Regions from separate parts of the Zeugodacus cucurbitae genome. Here region 1 is linked to region 2. A link is a contact called in public Hi-C data. All regions are on one chromosome and are shown on one strand. The core of a region is the stretch at or near the end of the contact, and the rest is flanking DNA. Distances in the headings are between cores, read along the strand shown. Region 1 holds the start of Kcnq5_2 (potassium voltage-gated channel subfamily KQT member 5). Region 2 holds the start of LOC105211193 (general odorant-binding protein 56h).

Evidence for each region. A called contact is a pair of places that touch in the nucleus more often than the background predicts.
Region 1: a Hi-C map of whole body shows a contact between it and region 2, with 5 times the contacts expected there. The contact joins the promoter of Kcnq5_2 here to the promoter of LOC105211193 in region 2. A contact is called at or near these places in 2 of 2 Hi-C or Micro-C datasets (both in whole body).

The regions. Positions count from the first base shown.
Region 1 is chr6:5,214,661-5,219,737 of idZeuCucr1.2, reverse strand. Kcnq5_2 (potassium voltage-gated channel subfamily KQT member 5) reads left to right here and starts at 2,910. Exons shown (of 15, transcript XM_029039616.2): 1 at 2,910-3,388. Trnal-caa (transfer RNA leucine (anticodon CAA)) reads left to right here and starts at 2,211; the gene lies at 2,211-2,337. It overlaps Trnal-caa (transfer RNA leucine (anticodon CAA)), which reads left to right and starts at 873; the gene lies at 873-999. Trnae-uuc (transfer RNA glutamic acid (anticodon UUC)) reads right to left here and starts at 548; the gene lies at 477-548. It also overlaps Trnad-guc.
Region 2 is chr6:4,933,549-4,938,639 of idZeuCucr1.2, reverse strand. LOC105211193 (general odorant-binding protein 56h) reads right to left here and starts at 2,812. Exons shown (of 2, transcript XM_011182529.3): 1 at 2,655-2,812; 2 at 2,052-2,570. The coding sequence starts at 2,708. The coding sequence ends at 2,217. LOC114803865 (small nucleolar RNA U3) reads left to right here and starts at 1,645; the gene lies at 1,645-1,858. Trnae-cuc (transfer RNA glutamic acid (anticodon CUC)) reads left to right here and starts at 4,992; the gene lies at 4,992-5,063.

The sequences.
Region 1 (5,077 bases), core at 1,661-4,160, 280 kb before region 2:
CGCGGGAGACCGGGGTTCGATTCCCCGCCGGGGAGGGGTATATTTTTCTCGATCGATCTCTCGCTCGATGGACTGACACTGAGCCCGATTAATTTAAAACAGTTAGTAATGCAAAGAACTTTTATTAAATATATATAATTTATAGAAGCGCTTTGGATTCATATACGGAGAGTCCTGATTACATAGGTGGGATTTCATGAGGGATACGTTACCTAAACACAATTTTAATTGCCATTATATTATAGTACAAACTCACTAGTTTTTATTTTACGTTTAAAAGCCTTTCGGCGGAATTATCCGATATATTCATTGGTGTTCAATGTAAAATTATTAGATTTGACAAAGCATCTTTTAGTACTGTACGCGCCAGATTCATAATGTTAATAGTAAGAAATCTAAAAATATTAGTAAAACTAATTTGTTAAGGATAATCATCGTGAAAGAACAATTAAACTAAAAAAAAAATAATAAAAAACTTCCCATACCGGGAATCGAACCCGGGCCTTCTGGGTGAAAGCCAGATATCCTAGCCACTAGACCATATGGGACACACAAAGTATTACAACATAAAAGTGCTTTAATGAAACACTAACAAGGTAAGTGTTGTAACTGTTATACAGAAAACATGCAAAGCAACTAAATATTATACGACAATTTACGAATAAAAGAAACGAAGTGAAACAACAATGCGAACACTGAACATTGTTATAAAAAATCTATTATTTACATATTTTTATTACAATTTTCAGATTTTTCAAATAAGTATAGCGTGCTTTTGATTTTTATATAATCCGTACACACTTTGTAATTATATTTTTTTCTTCCAAATAAGTGATCGCTCATATATGTCATTTGTCACAATGTCACCAAGTGTCAGGATGGCCGAGCGGTCTAAGGCGCCAGACTCAAGTGCAAACTTACCTACTACTAAAATAGTGGGTTTCATATGGAGCTTTCTGGTCCTCTCTGAGGGCGTGGGTTCGAATCCCACTTCTGACAAGAACTTTTTTGATATTTATTTATTTAAAAATATTACATTGTAATAATATAATTAATTAGAAGAAAATATGACTCAAATAAACATTGGGTTTATTTTTAAGTACCGTCTTTATTTGCTTACGTATTCTAATTTTATACCAAATATTGATAAGTTATAGAATTTTTCATTGATGCTTATAGACAATATAATTTTGACGGTGACACCTCGGTTCAACTGGAAATATCGTCAGAATGTCAGTAGAATCATGATTGTAATGAAGAATAATTGTATTCATATCTATAAATCGGAAAATGCATTGGTGATAATATGTATAGTAGTGTAAGATCCATAACACAGCAGCGATATGAAGCAGGAATATCACTTATCCCATTTATCATTTCAAGACATTCTCAAAATACCATTCGACAGCGAGCACTACAGAAATGTTTCAAATGGCTTTTTGGGTATGGATGCTAATATTAAGCAAAGAGTTCTTTGAAGTGCTCTTATAACTGTAGGCATATAAAATGATGAAATGATAGAACTCCACCTTTAAAAATACTCAGACTTCAGCTGCTTGTTACGATATATTTTTTACAGTACCATTGCTTTAATAAAAAAGAAAGATGACACCTAAGGTAAAAAAATCCCTGATTTTTCTGAGCACAGTGAATCGTATGATAGCCTAAATACCAGTCAACCATCCAAAGAAACACCTTATGCGATAGCGTTCGAAGTCATCGACATAGTCTTAAGGAATTGGTCTAAGTCAGCTTGGCTATCAAAACGAAAAGAGTAGTGTATTACATATATGTAACGTTTGCTTTTCGTTTTGAGAAAAGTGTTCTGCACACTCTCAAATGGATCGATCGGTTATTGCAATATATCCAGCAAAATCTGTAGTAGAAATTTCTTCTTGAAGACTCATTGTGAACGGCTTATCAGATGCTTGTTGTTGCAGTCTTTGCTAAGGGTTATATCTTTCTGAGCGGTTACCGTATAATGTCGTTAGATGGTGCAACAAACAGTTAGTTCTGTGAGACCGCACGTGCTCTTGAAACAATTTCATCTTAAATTTGTTTAGATAGCAAATATTTCCTGTTTTCAAGAATTTAAAATATCAATGAAAATTGAAATAAGCGTGATAAATTGAAAAAAAAAATTATTAAAGATTTTAAAGATTTTATTTTAGTTATACTGAAGTGTGTACTTTGACGCACTTTATCCAACTGTCAGGATGGCCGAGCGGTCTAAGGCGCCAGACTCAAGTGCAAACTTGCCTATCATACGATTGATGGGTTTCATATGGAGCTTTCTGGTCCTCTCTGAGGGCGTGGGTTCGAATCCCACTTCTGACAAGAATTTTTTGGTTTTTATTTTAATTTTTCATTTTTTTTATGAAACAATTTTTTAATATTCTTTTTTATTTAAATCTCAGACCACACAGTGATTTTCCTATTTTCACACTTTTTTCACGCTGCGAAATGCGACTCATCTTTTGTATTCATAACAAAAAAGATTTTGCTAATTTTATATTGCAGACAGCCACAAAATAGACAGTAACAATAAAGAAAAACAAATCATACATTCTGGGTAATAACAACAAGGTGATGACAAAACAAGCAATTTTCCAAAAAGTATGCGCGTGGGCCACCAAGTACTACTTACAAACGTACATACATCTATTTTGTTCTGACACACTCTATTCTAATATTGTTGTTATTGTTATCTTTGCGAAGTACAACTGTTTTGTTGTACAATGAATATTTAAATATTTCATGTACGTATTTATTTATGTTTTGTTTCTATTAAGATTTTTTTTCGGCTTCAGCGTCTGGCTTGTTAGCTCTTAACGCTGACCGTCCGACTGCCTGCTAGCCTTCTTGCTAGCTGCCTGCCTGCCCGTCCGTTTAGCTTGGTCGGCCTGTATGGAGGAGGAGGCGTTGCGTTGCGTCGTGTCTCCTCGTTGTTGAGGCACTTGCTGAGAGTGTTTTCTCGCCTGTTGCTAATGGCCTTAGGTGACGCCAATCAATTGACTTGTTGTGTGTAGCATTTGGAGCATATTATTAAAATTTGCTTGTGGCAAAAGCGTTTTGTATATAGTTTTGAGTTTTCAATACCAAAACAAGTGAGTAGATCGGGAAAAGCGGGCCAAATGCAAGTTAATGTTAGAGGGTTTTCTTGTTTTGTTTATTAAATATAAAAAAAAACAAATTCGCTTAAGCGTGGAAAATCGGAGCGCACATGTACTACACATAGTTAGATATGTAAATAGATTTAGTTAGGCATTGTGTTGGTTGACTCAACGACGAGTAAATTATTGGCGCGAAAATCGAAAGTTACGCTTTTGTAGGAATATTAAGCTCTCGCTCCGCTGAAACACTTTGGCAATCCACTGGCTCACGAAAGGTAAGCATTTGATTATGTTGTATTGTCTTAAATAATCTTAATCTATAGTAAATTATATTAAGTATGAAAGACGCATGCTTTCTGATGAACGCTATATATAATTGGCCTTAGTAGGCGGCCAAATATAAATAGCAAACGTGCCGAGTATAATAAACTATGAAAATAAAATTTCACAATTTTTTGCAAGTGAAATATAAATTGTAAATTTTTATAGATTTTTTAATTATTTGTTTCAAGATTAAACAAAAAAATAATAAAAATTAATTTCATTTTATACTCTATGAAAAAATAAATTTTTAAATATTTTATTTCATAGTTTCAAGGTCTTAAATTTTATTCTTTAAATTAAAAAACAAACAATAATCCATTCGCATTTTAAGAATTTATTGAAAAAAAAAATTAATTGAATTTTTTAAAGTGATAAAATTTTGATAAAAAAAATGAATAAAAAAATTGAATATTTTTTTTTTATTAAAATTTTTTTAAGAATTCATTTTATTTAAAAATTTTACAATATTTTTTATTTTTATTTATTTTTTATATAATTTTTTTTTAATTCCAATAAATTTTAAAAAATTTAAACATTATTTCAAAACAATATATTTGATTGAAAAATGTTAATTTATCATATACGTTTTTAGCATATTTTCAAAAAAAATTAACTTTAACTTTTTCAATAAAAATTATACAAATAAATTATAATTTTCAAAAATTTTCATAAATCAATACAAATTTAATTTCTCAAAATTTTCAAAAATAAAATATACCAAAAATTAACTGTTTATAAAATATTCAACCAAAATTAAATCTGCTTATGTTTCAAAACGATTAATCAAACACTACTTCGTGCTGTTTCCGTAAATTATTCTCCAAACAAATTGTATTTAATTTACTCTCAAGTGCATTAATTAACTGTTTTAGTTGGTAGTTTTTACTTGTATTATTTATTATTAATTGAAATACTTCTACACCTATGTATTTATTTAATTTGTCGAGTAATGCGTTGAAAGCATTTCCGTCGCACTTTTTATACCCCGAAGAAGTCGCCATAATCAGCTGTCTCCGCACTTTCGGCGCGCCACATAACGGCGCACATATACACCCGCATGTACGGCACATATAACCTCCTATAACACCCACAGACACACATATTCACACATACACATGTATAAACCAATACAAAAGCATATGCGTCTAATCGTTTGTTAGCCGGTGAGAGCAACGGCTGGCGCAAATCTATAGCGGACCCACTGTATAAGAGTGACAATTTAATTTTATTTGATATAATATATAAATACTTAGAATTTTCTTAAATTCCGTTTAATTTGTATTGGAATTTGCGCTCGCAAAAATCTTATATATGCAGCTATATATTTACTCGTTATTTAGTAATATACATTATTAACCCACTGAGTAGCAGGGGCAATGTGGTTTCACGCAAGATTTATGACTTTATTTCAAGTGTTATTAGACATATGTATATTTATGCGTACATAATTGAAAACTAAATCTATTGTTGAGGTAATTTATGGTAGATAATATTAATGAAGTAGTTTTTGTTGCTTTTGTATTGAAATTATTTTATTTTTATTTATTTCACCTTAAGATTTGTGGAATATATGTATATACATATGTATTTAGGTTTACAGGAAAAATATTTTCTTTATACCATTTCAAGTAGTCTTCCAC
Region 2 (5,091 bases), core at 1,563-4,062:
AATGATGGAATTGAAAAATGGTTCCAAGATCCGGGTTCAACGGGAAAAACAGTTTATTGGAAAAATAGTGTGAAGTAATATAATAGTACTCCAAGAGTAAATGTTGGTTTTGGTTTGAAGGAAGTATTCTAAACCCCAAGAAAAGTGTACCTTAATTTATATATATTCCTTCATGTTATGTTAAACTTTGTTTACTCTTTTGGCAGGAATTCTTGTGTTCACGCATATTTCTCATTCAAAATTCAATAATACTTTCGTATTTCGATTCCCCGAAATTATTATTTTTACTTCCCACAGTCGGCCATTTCCACCCGCTGTTAGCTACTGCCGGTCAAAGCTTTGACGTGCTGAGTCCACGTTCACTAGACAACAATAAAAACAACATTGTGCTTGTTTAATTAAATTTTCATGGCCTCCATTCCTGGAATAAGCCAAATACTCCAATATATACTCGGCAATCTTAACCAAAATCTAACTAGTCCGAAAAGTTTTAGTTTTGTACCAATCTTTTCCTAAGTAGGTTCAGAAAGAGGACAAAAGTTATATCACTAAATCAGTAAATCAGTATATAATAAAAATATAGAGAATTTGAATAAATACTAAAACAATCAGGTACAATAGAATATATATTGAACTACCTAAGTAATGTATCTGGTTTTAACTAGTACGAAACTAGTATCAAACTGGTATGAATTTAACACATAAATTTACCAATGGTTGGTATGAATGAAACAACGGTCAACTGACTAATTGCGCTTGCGGTTCATACGAGTTGTAAAGTAACTAGTTGATTGCGGATTACATAGCTCTAAGTGGGTAACGAGCGCCTGTATATGTAAAATAGTAATTGATTTCAATATTTTTTTTATTTTGAGTTGTAGAAAGTCTTTTTTCCCAACCCTTACCACTATTTATTCCTTTTTTTGTTAATAACTTAATAACTAACATTATTAGTAATTTTCCACTTAGCCAACAAACAATGTGAGAATATCAACAGAATATTTGCCAAGCATAAAAAGAGGGGAAAATATGAAAACTGCAGTTATGCATGCTATCCATAAAGAGGAAGACAAAAACAATAAGTTGATGTTAGGCCTATGTATTTATTTACATAAGTACACATGTAATAATCTGGTTTAAATGTGCATTATGCACGTGAATAGATTAAGTGAAAATTCGAGTCAAGTAACCTCTCAAGTAATGCCAAACCAAAAGCAATAAACTGTTTATGAATTATCATGAAAAAACTGCTTTAATGCTAACACTAACTGAACTAGTAAAATTCAAAATATTTCTCGGTATTTCTAATGATATGTATGTATATACATATACTGATATAGCAAAGCCTAAAAATAAATTTATAAATTCACCAAAGAACATTGTTGTTGTTACTACATATTAACGCTACCTACTCACGTACGCTTAGTAGCGCGCTAGTGTGGGGTGAGCATCTCATGGTTGCGAGTGTACTAGCTACCTTTTCTTTACACACACTGAGTTTCGGTGATTGTTGTTTTTGTTTCTTAAATAAATATCTCAAGAATGTTTCGATCGTCGCTTTTACAGTTCTTTCGTGACAATTCACTTCTCAACCACTTTATATTTATTTTTGTTGAAATACTGCGTGCTGATCGTTGTTAAGCTAAGACTATACTTCACAGGATCATTTCTGTAGTCAGTCTTCATTTACTTTCTTTGCAAATCGAAAGTATTCGAACCCGCGATGAGGAGGTATATCGTTTTATCTGACAGCGTGAGGTTTATGAACTTCATTTCTAATTTTGTCTTATGACATATTTGAATTGATGTTTCTTCGATGATCGCTCGGTTACAACGGATAAAACGACTTCTGAGTGGTCGATCAAAAAATTTTAAATTGATAAATTCAAAAATTATAGTATTAAATAGTAAAACATGAATCGAAATCTTATATTAAGGTTGAGATTTGTAGATCTTAGTAGAGAAAATATTAAGGAAATGATATAAACGAGTTTGCTTATCACAGGATTTTCCACTAATACCTCCGACAGAGTAAATTATTCCGAAATATGTTTTTTAATTTTTAATAGACACATTTCATATTTATTAATCCCTTATACCAAATAACATATAAAAATCAGCAGATGTACATTTTCTAATAGAGAACTCTCTTAAAACAATCGATCAACAATCCAGGGCAGATAAAAGCAGCATGTAGAGCAGAGAACTTTGAATTCCTAGGGATTCTTTGACCTAAACTCCTTGAGGCACATGGTAATCTTAAAAGCCGTATCACATTCATTAGCACCTTTCTCGTTCTTACAATTATTCATGGCTTGTGTGATTTCGGCTTCGTGGCCCTTTAATTTTGGCATTTGCATGAGCTCTTTAACTTTGGCATCAGCATTGAAGACACCATCCTTCCATATGCCTTGTTTTTGCATCAAGCATTTTGTGTGACACTTTATATTTTCCTTGGCTTCATCAGCTTTCATGCCATTTTGAAAGAATTGCTTCAGTTCTTCCTCCGTGACTTTGGCTTCGTCCATGCAAGCTTTATGGAATTTCTCCATATCGGCTGGAAATTGACACTGGCATGGAAAATATTGATATAGTACGAGCTATTTGGCATCTTTACATATTAATTGAAGATATTATATATTTTTTGTACCCACCACTGCCAACGTGACGAGCGCCGCCATTGTTACCAAAATGTAGAATGTATGCATTGTGACCGTTTAAAAGGATGCGCGCAGATTTGTGTTCAACAAATGAGGTCAGAAATGTTACTGAATTATCTAAACAATGGAGTTTGAATTTATACTCGGATAATCGAAATACATGAAAGCTTTTATTTATTGTCAAATTCATGGTCTAATTAATGCGCATTATACTCGAACATGCGTACAAACATATGTTGGTCCGATTTTTAATTCATCACCAACAATTTTCACACTAATTTTGCCAGCCATGTGCCATAAATTACTCAGTTCACTAAAGTTTTTCAACAACATTTTCAAATTGTGGCAGAATGTCAGTGAACAATTGTTCGTAATTTGTCAATTATGAAAGTTTTTGTTTGTCAATTAACTAAACTATGGGCTAATTTAACTGACAGTGTCTGATTTATGCTTACGGAGAGCTGTTGTTGTTGCTTCGGAAAATTATTTTCGAATAAACACATATAAACAGAGCACAATTGTAATACGATTACGAAATGATTAAATAACATTTGAAACTTCTGCGAAATATGTGTGAATGAGTAAAAATTAATAATTGTATGAAAGCATCAACTGACCCTTTGGGTTGAATAAACCTTCATTGTTTGCAAATTTTGCTATAATCCCTGCTAGTTGATTCCAGAATTGTGTCAGAGATGACTGATCTGTACTCTGATGGACTCTGGCCAGTTTTAAGCTAAACCGTAATCATGTTCCAAGTTTCAAAAATATACAGTTATTTTTTTGTAGAATTTTTCTCTAGATATCTCCTAGCAATTTAACAATAAGTTGCTTTTCCTATGAGCAATGAATATATTCATAATGTTTCGACTATTAAAACATTTCAATATGTCATATTTTGAGTAAACGACCTTAAATAATATTCATCATTTAATTTAATAAACCGCTTAGATCAGAATTATCCATGTTCTGAATAAATTCAATTAAATTCTATGAAGTCTAGCTTTACATTCTGTTTTTACAAATTGATAACTGTAATCATATAAGTGCTCTTATGTTATATATGTACATAATTAAATTATTATATGAATTGCCTTATTAGCTACGAGGGCTGCTATATATATTTCTGGCCTAATAATGAAAATAGGAATATTTATCAACGAAAATGGTTTTATTGTTTTTCAAAATATTCTCCATCAAGATTTATACACTTTTGCATGCGCTCAAACCAATTTTCGAAGCACTTTTTTTGAGCCTTTTTTAAGCGATTGTCAAATTGTGCGGGATCCAACGAGAATAAACCTATTTTACGGGCAGGTGTTCATGCAATATCGAATGTATGCTGGTGGGAGAAATACATAGGCATGTCTCTATCTGAAGGTATGTTACATGACGGTCTTGCATTATCAGTTCACGTACGGCATCGATGTTTTCTGGCACAACGGCTGTTTTTGGACGACCTTCACGGAATTCGTCTTTGAGCGAGCGTCGGCCACGATTGCATTCCTTGTACCAGTTTTTCACAGTGCTATAGGATGGTGCTTCAAAGCCATACAAAGATTTTCTATGCACTCTTGTCGCGATAATCCGCGTCCATTTTTTGGCCGAGATGAATTTTTTAATTCCCTGTAAATAAAACAATTCACGATTAAATGACAAAACGTTCTGAGTGATCTTATGTTAAAAAATGTCAAACTTTCCAATGGAAATGTCAGATTGCACCTGGCACCACTAAGTGTTGCCTAGGCCAGAAATATATATAGCAGCCCTCGTATAAGTTGTCATAGAGATAGTGGGTACTTAGTATTAATGGGTAAAATAAATTAATTTTTAATAAAAATTAAATATTTCCACAGCAAGTAAATATTATACGAAAACTCAAAGAAATTTTGCTAATTTCAAATGTACTTGTGATTAAATTAAATTAAATTAATAATCTAGTACTGATACATTAGCAACCCAGAGCCAAAACTTCTCATCAAACTCTGGGGCGACTGGGCAAATATGATGCGATTCTAGGAGATGGGTGATGTATCTAGCATGAATCATATTGTGGTCAGTAAAAAATGAGAATTTTCTTAGATTTTAATATATTTTTTGAACGAAAAGTCAAGATTTGTAAAATAAATCTTCTTTCAACACGTTTTACAAGTAAATATATCCGATCACATACATATCTACACTTTCGTATTCACCATATACAGTTAGAAGTGGTGTATATATGTGGTATACCCAGTATAGATAGAAGTGGTGAATATAAATGGTATGGTGAGTAAATATATCATGTTGAGCGACGAACAAGTGAAACATTTGTGAGCGTTTGTTTAACAGTCCCATATTGTCTAGTGGTTAGGATATCCGGCTCTCACCCGGAAGGCCCGGGTTCGATTCCCGGTATGGGAAAATTGTTTTTTATTTTTATGTTTCTTTT